Regions from separate parts of the Mus musculus genome. Here all the other regions are linked to region 1. Evidence: chromatin contacts called from public Hi-C and promoter capture Hi-C data. All regions are on one chromosome and are shown on one strand. The core of a region is the stretch at or near the end of the contact, and the rest is flanking DNA. Distances in the headings are between cores, read along the strand shown.

Evidence for each region. Promoter capture Hi-C pulls out the DNA fragments that hold promoters and counts their contacts. Hi-C and Micro-C count contacts between places; a contact is called where the count stands out from the background.
Region 2: a contact with region 1 is called in a Hi-C map of regulatory T cells, with 9 times the contacts expected there. The contact joins the promoter of Mettl14 here to the promoter of Rnpc3 in region 1. A contact is called at or near these places in 1 of 39 promoter capture datasets (pre-B cells) and 3 of 484 Hi-C or Micro-C datasets (CD4 T cells, CD8 T cells and regulatory T cells).
Region 3: a contact with region 1 is called in a promoter capture Hi-C map of pre-B cells. The contact joins the promoter of Alg14 here to the promoter of Rnpc3 in region 1. A contact is called at or near these places in 1 of 39 promoter capture datasets (pre-B cells) and 1 of 484 Hi-C or Micro-C datasets (CD4 T cells).
Region 4: a promoter capture Hi-C map of pre-B cells shows a contact between it and region 1. The contact joins the promoter of Snhg8 here to the promoter of Rnpc3 in region 1. A contact is called at or near these places in 1 of 39 promoter capture datasets (pre-B cells) and 1 of 484 Hi-C or Micro-C datasets (CD4 T cells).

The regions. Positions count from the first base shown.
Region 1 is chr3:113,628,703-113,631,402 of GRCm38.p6, reverse strand. It overlaps Rnpc3 (RNA-binding region (RNP1, RRM) containing 3), which reads left to right and starts at 1,254. Exons shown (of 15, transcript NM_001038696.1): 1 at 1,254-1,540. The coding sequence starts at 1,349.
Region 2 is chr3:123,384,686-123,387,385 of GRCm38.p6, reverse strand. It overlaps Mettl14 (methyltransferase like 14), which reads left to right and starts at 1,396. Exons shown (of 11, transcript NM_201638.2): 1 at 1,396-1,624. The coding sequence starts at 1,559.
Region 3 is chr3:121,290,324-121,293,023 of GRCm38.p6, reverse strand. Alg14 (asparagine-linked glycosylation 14) reads right to left here and starts at 1,284. Exons shown (of 4, transcript NM_024178.3): 1 at 1,041-1,284. The coding sequence starts at 1,176.
Region 4 is chr3:123,506,979-123,509,678 of GRCm38.p6, reverse strand. Snhg8 (small nucleolar RNA host gene 8) reads left to right here and starts at 1,343. Exons shown (of 1, transcript NR_028574.1): 1 at 1,343-2,127. Snora24 (small nucleolar RNA, H/ACA box 24) reads left to right here and starts at 1,613; the gene lies at 1,613-1,742. It also overlaps the pseudogene Gm9369.

The DNA.
Region 1 (2,700 bases), core at 5-2,504:
GGAGGGGAGGCATATTGTTTTATAGCCTCACACTTGTGAACTAATAATTTGATGTGAAACGGAACTAGATTTCCTCTGAGTGCTCCCCACTTTTTCTTTTCTTTCTTCCTTTCCTTTGTGTCTTTACATAGCTCTGGTTGTCCTGGAACTCAGTGTCACCCACGCTGGCCTCAAAATCACTTGAGATGCATCTGTCTCTGCCTCTTGGGAACTTAGAATGAAAGGTGTGTGCCACCATGCCCGGTTTCTGCTATATTACTCATAGTGAAATCAAAGAGATTTTTAAACGTAAAATTTAACTATTCCTTCCACACACTCTTAAGTCTGTCGGCTTCTGTTCCCATGAGCAAGGTTCCTAACAAACCTCTAAGGTTCACAAGATCTGTCTCTAGTCACTCAATATTTTGGTAATTTATCTCCCCATGCAATGCTTCCTCAAAGCGGATCTTTGAAGTACTGTGTACTAACTGGCTCATATCCATCAAGCAAATTAGAAGTAAAAGACACCCTAGGACTACGGAGTGAGCATACACATCTTGATTAATCTGTAAGGGATATTACTTTAGACCACCAGGGCCGAATCTTAGTCACAACAGTGTAGACTCCAACTTGGGTGCAAGGGCTCAGATCTCACCTATTGGTTAGCAATGAGTCTTAATCTACGTCAGTACTCTCAGTCGTGAGGTGGTGAGAAGAGAACTTACATCCATGAATACGTACGCTAACACATTTTTAGGTATTTACTCATGGAAGAAGCCAATTTTGTTTAATAAACAAACCGTGGCGAGAACTTTCAGCCTGTATTTGCCGACTGATAACGGCGTGCTCTCTCGCCTGCACTGTTGAATCTGAGGCTGGAGACTTGTGTTTCACCAGTCCTAAATGCTAGGAACACACTTGACATTTCCCGAGCGTTCTCCATTCACCAGCCAGATTCACTTTCTGAAAAATCTGGATTAAGAGCCCAGGGAGCAACAGCCCTTGCACGGTTCCTTCAGTACTTGATCCCTGGGATTACAGTATTTTTCTTTTGCATGACTGACGTTCTTCGATGAGATTGCTGTCCTTCTAACAGTGGCGTCTCTTTCAGTCTTTATTTTATTACAACCTCTCATTAAACTTAAAGCACGACTCCTAGGCGCTCTCCCCCGCAACAGTCCCGAAAAGAGAAGAGCGACTCTCCCGGAGGCCATTCTCGCGAGGAGTTCTCCTCTCGCGGGATTTCCCTGCGTCCAGAATCCTTAGCGCGAAGCGGAAACTATCTTCCGCTCAGCCTCGGTGACTGCGGGAGTTCGGCCGGAAGCTTGCGCGGAGGTTCCGTCTCTGGCCGCTTCTGCAGGGAAGCTAGATGGCGGGGCCTGAGCCGCCGATGCCGCTGTCCCGAGGCGGCCCAGGCTCCGCTTCGCTTTCTCCGCCCCGGGGAGACCGCACCCTCCTCGTCAGGCACCTGCCGGCCGAGCTGACGGCTGAGGAGAAGGAGGACTTACTGAAGTACTTCGGGGCGCAGTCGGTGCGCGTCCTGTCAGATAAGGGGCGCCTGGTAAGCGTGCGCAGCGGGCGGGGCGGGGCGGGGCGGGGCGGGGCGGAGCCGGGCCGCTAGGACCGGGAGAAACAGGACTAGGCTCGCGGTCTGCGCCTGCGCAGCTTGCCTACCAGAGAGGCGAGCATGGAATTGAACCTTGAGCCAGTTAGATTAAGGCTGAGCCACGCAGGGACTGTGTAGAGGTTTCTACCGGCGAGCGCACCCGCCCGGTCGAATTCAAAACTAGCCTAGACTTGAAAATACTGTTTCTGTTAGATTCTCATAGTCGTATGCAAGGTTTTTGGTTTTGTATTTTTATTTTAAAAAATTGCTTTTAAATCCTGGGTTGTAGAGCAGGATATACATAATAGCAAAAATTTGAGTGTAATAGACTTAATAGATTAACAAAATGCAAATACAAATATCCCTTAATTCAATCTAAATACAGTAGGCTCTCCTTGAATCAGATTGGACAAATTCAGAGTTCTAATAAACAACTCAAACTTACCAGTAATATAATTTGTTCACCTTTTTCAGGATGGTATTCAAAATAGAATTCAAATGAGAAAATTAGACTTATTACTGAAATTATAGAAACAAAGCAAAAAGAGACAATGCACCTTGAGGGGTGATTTCACTGTTAGTAAATGATTTTAAATTTTATCTTGTATAGACTGAAAAGACTTTTGAGTGAGATGAAAAAGGGTATTCCATATGTATAAATTTTTCATTTTAATAATGAATCAAGCTTCTCCATGCATCACTTTTGTGTGGACATGAAACTCACAGTCTAGAAAGGCTATGCTGAGGGTTTTTTTTTTTTTTAAGGTTTTATTTATTTATTATATGTAAGTACAGTGTGGCTATCTTCAGATCTCATTATGGGTGGTTGTGAGCCAACTTGTGGTTGCTGGGATTTGAACTCAGGACCTCTGGAAGAGCAGTCAGTTCTCTCACCCGCTGAGCCATCTCACCAGCCCTAAATGTTTTAAGAGTGATCTTTTTTGGAAAGAGGAGATGCTTTAAGATTTATTATACTTTTAATTATGTTGTACATTTGTGTATATTTTGGGGGTTTGTAGGAGTACAGGTGGTTATGAAGTTGCTGAACATGGACATTGGGACATCTTCCCAATGATGCCCTTGGTAAGAGCCCTACTGACTTTTACCACTGTCCC
Region 2 (2,700 bases), core at 147-2,646, 9.8 Mb before region 1:
CTATAAGAAATGCTCAGTGAATAAACATCTAGTCCCGGCAGTCATAATTATCAAATAATATAGCTAAGTCTGAAAGAGATATACCTTAACACTATATAGTCAAAATAATTTACAGAAGACTTTTTGAAAATTAACGTTTTTGTCATATAATTCTACTATTATGCAAGGAATTTTTGCTTGATTGTTGTTTTTGAGATGGGGTTTCTCTGTGTAGGTCTGGCTGCCCTGAAATTTGCTCTGTAGACCAGGCTGGCCTCGAACTCAGAGAACTGCCGGCCTCTGTCTCTCGGGTGCTGGAATTAAAGGCATTCGCTACCGCTGCCCGCTCTGTTTGTGTGTTGTTATGAATGACAGGGTTTCACTACGTAACTACCGCTGTTTGCTTGCATTTATTTATTTATTTATTTATTTATTTATTTATTTATATGAATGAATGAATGAATGACAGGGTTTCATTACATAGCCTAGCGCTGCCCGCTCTGTTTGTGTGTTTATGAATGACAGGGTTTCACTACGTAACTACCGCTATGTTTGCTTGCATTTATTTATTTATTTATTTATTTATTTATTTATTTATTTACTACGTAACTACCGCTATGTTTGCTTGCATTTATTTATTTATTTATTTATTTACTACGTAACTACCGCTATGTTTGCTTGCATTTATTTATTTATTTATTTATTTATTTATTTATTTATTTATATAAATGAATGAATGACAGGGTTTCAGCGCTGCCCGCTCTGTTTGTGTGTTTATGAATGACAGGGTTTCACTACGTAACTACCGCTATGTTTGCTTGCATTTATTTATTTATTTGTTTGTTTATTTATTTATATAAATGAGTGAATGACAGGGTTTCATTACATAGCCTAGGCTCCAAACTCCTGGGTCCTCCTGCCTCAGCCCCCCAAGACCCTCTTTCTCTGTTCTTATTTATTTATTTATTTATTTATATAAATAAATGAGTGAATGACAGGGTTTCATTACATAGCCTAGGCTCCAAACTCCTGGGTCCTCCTGCCTCAGCCCCCCAAGACCCTCTTTCTCTGTTCTTTTACAAAAGCTCGCTAACTTGCCAAGGTTACTGAGCGGCGATCCAGTCCTTCACAAGCCGGTCAGTATTGCAGTGAAAGAAACCCACAAGCATCCCTCAAATATTAAAAAGCCAGGACTGGCAGGCGGACAATTGGTTAACGGGAAAAAGAAAAACTTCTTTTATGAGCAGGAAAAACAAAAAACAAAAAAACCGAGCCTAACCCTTCAGGAAAGACTTTAAGCACTAAGAAGATAGCCAAAAGCGGCTCCTCGCCCTCAACCACCACTACATCCCCATTGGGTCTCGTCGTGTGACATCATATCTTCGGCGTCCTGGAGGCGGGACTTCCTGTTCAGGCATAGCCTGTTTCAGGCGCGCCGGAAACTTCCTCCTGAGGGACGTGAAAGTCTCCGGGTCAGAATCTCTGCGGGGCGGGACCCGGTGTTTCCTGGTTTGGCAGGTGGATTTGCATTTTGGCGGGCGCGGAGTCTGTCGGGGTGGTGAGCAGCCGAAGCTGGGGCATGGATAGCCGCCTGCAGGAGATCCGGGAGCGGCAGAAGTTACGGCGGCAGCTCCTAGCTCAGCAGGTGTGCGGCGGGTGGGAGGGAGCATTAGTGCGCGTGCGCGGCCGCCTCTTTTAAAAAAAATTTTTTTTTTTTTTTTTTTTTTTTTTTTTTGGTGAACTCTCACATCAGCATCTGTCAAGGTCTTTGTCCCGGGACTTTTATTCCCTAGTCTACTCGAGTGCCTGTCAGAGTCATTACGTAGAAAACCAACCGCTGCCAGGCTTGGGCTTTCTGTCCCCACCGTGGCGGGCACGGACTTGAGTGGTGGGGGTAGACTTGGGAATTGTCGATGAGTGCAGTGCTAGTAGTTGCTACAAGAGCAAGTGGCAGTTTTAGCCCTTACATTTCACCGTCACTGTTGAAGCAGTGTTTCATGTCTTGCCTTTCTCCCGCGTCAGCTTCAGATTCTTTATTTTTTTTAAGATTAGTTTTTATTTTAAATTATGTGGGGTTTGTCTCTCTGTGTGTATATATATATGTGCACGTGAGCACAGCGCCAGAGGTGTTGGATCTTTCTGGAGCTGGAACTACAGGTAGTTGTGAGCCTCCTGGTGTGGGTGCTTGGGACTTGAACTCAGGTCCTTTGGAAGAGCAGTGCATGTTCTTAATCTTTTCTTGATATTGGTTTTGAAGGAAGTTTGATTATTTTCTTGAGATCCTGTCGAAAGACTCATTGGAAGCCACCTAAGTTAGAGCAAATTTTAGATTCTGCACTTAGAACACAGTCTACCTTCAACCAAACGTTTGAATCCTTACTTGGTAATTTATTAGAGACAGGAGGTGTTACGTTCACTAGTACATTAGGACTAGGTTTCCAAATTTTAACGTTTTTCCCTAGCCAGCCCTCACCAGAGAATTCTCTAAGATTCCTCTCTCTAGAGATTACTTTTCAAACCTTTCGCTTTCATTGAAGCTAGTGAATGAAGATGTGAGTGCTTGCCGTTTAGTAGACCATTCATGCAGGGAATACATACTACAAGTTGTTTTACTTAAAAATCTCAGGCTGTTTTCATTACACCATACAAATCAATATAAGTAATGGAGGGAAATGCTCAAAGCTTGAGTGAGTAAATTTTAGATTTCCAATGAGTCTTTCT
Region 3 (2,700 bases), core at 35-2,534, 7.7 Mb before region 1:
GGGGCTGGTGAGATGGCTCAGCGGTTAAGAGCACTGACTGCTCTTCCAAAGGTCCTGAGTTCAAATCCCAGCAACCACATGGTGGCTCACAACCATCCGTAACGAGATCTGACGTCCTCTTCTGGTGTGTCTGAAGACAACTACAGTGTACTTACATATAATAAACAAGTCTTTAAAAAAAGTACAATATATACTACTATATACAGTTCATAACATTTGATAACAATAATACACAACTACATTACTAGTTTGTGTATTTTTATTAGTGTGTATTTTTTTTAAAGCTACTGTAAAACTGTATGGTCTCCTGCAGAGGCTGCCTTAAACACCTCGAATTTACTGTGTGTCTTGACTGCATCATTTTCTGTTAGGCAATGGTTTTGTTTTACTGTCCCTGGAGCAATAGGTTATAACATATGTATTCCAGACAGCATTGATATAGGTTTGGGTATCACCTTGGTTGTTTAAAGTTGAGTCGTGTTTAACTATACACTCGTCAAAACTGTTCATCTAAAATTTTAAGTTTTAAAATGTTCAGAGCTGACTGGACAGTTTATTACTCATATCCTGTCACTCTGGAGGTATCGTCGTATGGAGTGTCCACGTTTTTATCCTCAGGGACTTTGCGCATTCATAAGTGCGACAACTCTACTTCGTTTACCATGTAATGTTCACATTTCTTAAACTAAGTACAAAGACCTAGAATTAATAACGCACAGCAGCAAAGAGGGCAACAATATGTCAGCATCAAAAGGCTTCGGCGTACTCCGTCGCTAATTATTTGTTAGAAAGCAGTACACTACAGAGAGGCTTAATTACAGACAAGTGTAAATGACCTGTCTTAATGACAGGCGGCTGGGTGGCGTCAGCTAACCAGCATTTTTTCCTGCCTGGGGTGGCCGGTTCCGGGAACGCAAAGAAACTACAAATCTCAGCATGCAGCGCTCCTAAAGGCGCTAAGAAGGGCGAAGAGAGTCGCGATGCATTCTGGGGTTTGTAGTGCCTAACTCAAGACCGTCGGCCTCCGCCCGGATACTTACCGGATCCAGCCACGATCAAGAGTCTGAGAGACTCTCGGGGAGTGACGTGATGGGGCCCAAGCACGGTCCATAGTCGCTGGAATAGCAAGATCACTAGCCCTGCGGCTGTAGCAGCTAGAATCAGAATGCTCAGCATTCAAAGGATGGCGCATGCGTGTAGACCTGGCGCCAGCGGTTAAAGTTTGCAAGCACCGCGCTTAAGAGCAAACAGGGAGCAAAGCGCCTCTCTGTGGGCGGGGATGGTCTGCACTGGGCGGAGCTTGCCAAGTTGGGCGGTCAAAGTTCAGAAGTGTGGCTCTGATTGGAAAACGCAGAACGACGCGTCTCTTGCGTCTCAGTGAGCCGGGTTTGTCCGTGATGGGTGGGGCTAAGGGCAGTTTGCCCAGGAAGCGCTACAAGGAACAGTAATGGTTTTGTTACCCGAGTTTGTGCTGCAGTTGTGTAGTTGGAAAGTTAAGTGCTGGAGAAGTTTGATTTCTGCCAGTGGCGAGGTCAAACTACATGTATGGTAGAAGGACCACGAAGCCCCGGGTTAGTAGCTGCTCCTGTCCTGCCAGGTTTTGCCTGAGGCTCCTGGCATACATCACTACTTCCTTTCTTCCTTACGGGTTCCAAGACAAACCGAACTAGAAAATTTTTGCCAGTCAGAGGCATACTCTTAGGGGGAAAACATTCAAATCCGCCCTTTCCTGACATTTATGTTTTCTAGACAGTTTCACAGATCTCAAACTATAACCAGAATCCGGATCACTTCAAGCTATGTCATATTCCTGGGAGGATTGGAAACCCCTTGGCTTCAGGTAGCAAGGGAGGAAGACATAGCCCTGCAGTTAAGTTTATCACAAAGCATTTCTGGCTTATTCCTCCCGCGGTCCTCTGAAATGATAGACTTCCACTGCCCACTCTAATCCCAGTTGTGCGTGCGTTTGTGAACTTAGCCTAAATTACAGCAAAATAAAACCTCTTGACAACAAACATTCCTTCAGACCCTTATGGGGTTACAGATTGAATAGGTCAGGCATGCAGACAGGTCGAGAAAGGTGCTACAAATTGGCCTAAATGCAATAATGTCATGTCTAGAATTAGAAACCAGAAATCCTAACTCCTGCTGCCTAAGAATGCTACACCATATGGTCCGTTGTTAAATTCAGTTTGGATTGACGATCACATTTACCTGGAGCCTAGAATGCTTTTGGGAGCGATACTGAGTCAGAAGTTCCAGGAAGGCGCCCTGAGATCTCCTTATAAAGCTAGGTGTGTTGGTTCCCGAGTCAGCAAACTGCTTGGGAGATTTCCTGACTGTATCTCTATCTTGTTGATATTATAGCACGGTGCCTGTGGGCTCTTTCATCACTCCTTCTTAACCTCATTCTTTACAGTCAGGTTCTATGTAAATGTTACTCTTTGAATTACAATAGGGAAATAGATTACACAAAAGTTAATTTGCCTGAGGTTATTTATGTGATGAAAATCAATAAGAATGCCAGACTTTTAGACAGATATCATTTGTGGCTCAAGGGCTGGGGGGGTGGGGGTGGGGGCGGGGAGACAGCACAAAGGTTAAGAGCACTGGTTGCTTTTCCAGAGGTCCCAGGTTCCAGGCCGAGAACCCACATGGTGGCTCACAACTTTCTGCCACTCTGGTTCTAGGGGATCAGAT
Region 4 (2,700 bases), core at 94-2,593, 9.9 Mb before region 1:
GTAGAGGACTGACAGCACACTTGGTATTTAAGTAATCTGAACCGGTTCTACAAGCGACTGTGTTTTGTATTACTGCGAAGATATGGAAAATGTAGTGCATTGCAATTTAAAGTAATGTTAGTACTTTTCCATGCAAATTTGTGTACATGTGAGAGGGTATCCATTTGGTTCAGTGATTGTTCTTTAGAGAGTTGTTTGCTAATCATTGACTGTAGTCCCCAAAAAAGCCTTATGAAAATGTTATGCCCTGTGTAACAGCAGAGTAACATAAAAACAAAACTACATTTTGTAAAATAAAAAACCTGACAGGTGCAGACAGGCACAAAAGAAAAACCCACGGAAAGATGCAGGCTACCATCTACTGGCCAGAGAAGGAAGGCCCTTAATCTCGGACTTCTCAGCTCAGGACTAATACAGACCATTCTTAAGGACACCCTCAGAAGACCATCCAGAATGTAAATGAAATGTTTGGGCAACGCGCCGCGGTTACTTGAGCCTTATGATGAACTAGTTCTTTCAATTCAGTAGTGATTATTTTAAGTAAAATGAGATAGTGGGTGAGCGAGCTGAGGTTCACGAACCCCTCTAGGTCCTTCAAATGCGAGTATTGTCTCCAATGAATTCGTTCCTACTGACTCCTGCACGGTGTTGCCCTAACCGCACCCTTCCCAGCCTGTAATGATCACAGCTTTCTAACTAACATTCTCCATGACGACAACTGTCATCTCCATACTCCATCACTAAAGGCCCTCTATTCTGTCTCATAGCGGGCTGCACGCGGGAGTGAGATATGCCTTCCTCCCGGAAAAGCCGAGGGCCGGGCGGGTCTGCTCGCACTGCCCAGGCTTCCCGTTCTCCCGGTTCGAGAAACCTTCCGGCGCGCTGTGTCGGGCAAAAGTGAGATCAGATCAAAAGGGCAAGCGGAAGGGCGCAAGCGGAACCATCAACCCCGATGGGGGCAGAGGAGCCGCCAACAGCTCTCGGGGACAAAGGGCCGGCGCCATAGGAAGTGATGCCGGGGGAGGCGGCAACGAAGGGACCTTAGACTTTGGGTCCCAGAGAAGAACGCAGCCAAGAAGAGAAAACGCGCGCACCGCCAGAGCTTCAGCCACGAGACTTCTGACACCGCGAGAACTGTGGTTTCAGCTCGGCTTTTCCCCGCCCACCTCCACAGCCCGCCCATTCCTGTGACGCACGCATCGAATCCGGGCCGCCTGTACACCAATCAAAGTGACGAGGCGCGGGAGAGCTCGGAATGGGCGGGAAAGCCCCGCCCCTCGCGCGCAGGCTCTTGGGAGAGCGTCACCCGGGCTATAAAAGCGTGCGCGCACCGTTCAGAAGTCTCTTTGGCTGCGATCCGCCTACGAGTATGTAGTTGTATGGTGGGGATGATATCTTGGGCCTTATTTGTGAGTGGCCGAGATGCGGGAGACACAAGGTGGCTATGGTGCTGGCCGAAAGCCATCAACTCTGCAAGAGCGCCGTGAAGGTTAGCGCGACGACCACCATGTAAAGCCGATACGGTGTTGGGCGGCGTGACGCAAGTTCGCCACCGCTGGGTCGGATGGTGAGTGACACCTCTGGGGTTACACTAGATTTTTGGGCTGTGAAACTCCATGTATCTTTGGGACCTGCCGCCTGTGGCAGTCTCCCTTCCTAGCCATGGAAGAGCATGTTCTTGTTATTGGCAAAGCTGTCACCATTTCATTGGTACCAGATTCTGACTTGAGCAAGTGACATTCTAAGATTGTAAGAGTCTACACGACGCTAGAAAAATGGACTTCAGTTTTCTAAACTAGTATTGAAATATTTCTAGGAAACGCCGGGACCCGTTGCTGTTGAACAGTGGAGGAAGTGTTAAGGTAAGATTCATTTTTGTGGTGTTTTCGCGGTTCTGGGTAGTGAGTGGGCCTTTACTGTTAGGGTGAAGTTTGCTCTTGTGCTGACATTAACATAAGTAAACAGCCCGTAGTATAGTCACGGATATTCTGTAATGGGCCTTTTTTTTTTTCTTGCAGGTACTGTAGTGGTTGAGATCGTCTCTGGTCAACTTACAGGGAATCTTCGCTTTTAATTTTTGAAAATTGAATATTTTATATTAAATAAAAGATGTTTGGTGTGTAATAAGACTGTGTCCTGTTTCTGGAGGTTGTGTGAATTAAGAGTTAACGATACAGGAGACATTTGCGCAGGAAATAACTGGGTTAACTAGGCTTCCAAAGAAGATAGGTTTGATTGTTACAAAGGTGCAAGATAAATGTTGGCTTGGAACATGAGTGATTAATAAGCCACAGACGGTTGCCCTTAATGAAAAGTATCTTTTGCTTGCTGCTCTCCAAGCCTTCTAGTGTGTGCCATTCAACTTCAAATCTCCAGAAGCCAAGTATGTAACACCAGCTAGGGGGTGTGTTGTGACAGGTGCTGAGGGGATACTTGTGACCTTAGAGGCTTTTGTGTCTGGGATTTGAGGTACTGAGACTCACACTCAAGAGTATGATAGGCCTTATTTAGGGAAGCTTAGGAACCAGGGGGTGATTCCTCTGCACAGAGATTATTGGGATCCAAATTCCCACCAGATGTCTCTGGGCCTTCATTCCTATTTAAAAAGGGCTGCTGTAAGGTCATGGTTCCACAAGTGGTCAGTAATTTGTATGGCCTCTTAACTGCTTGCCATTTCATGTGTTAGGCTTTCTGGTACAT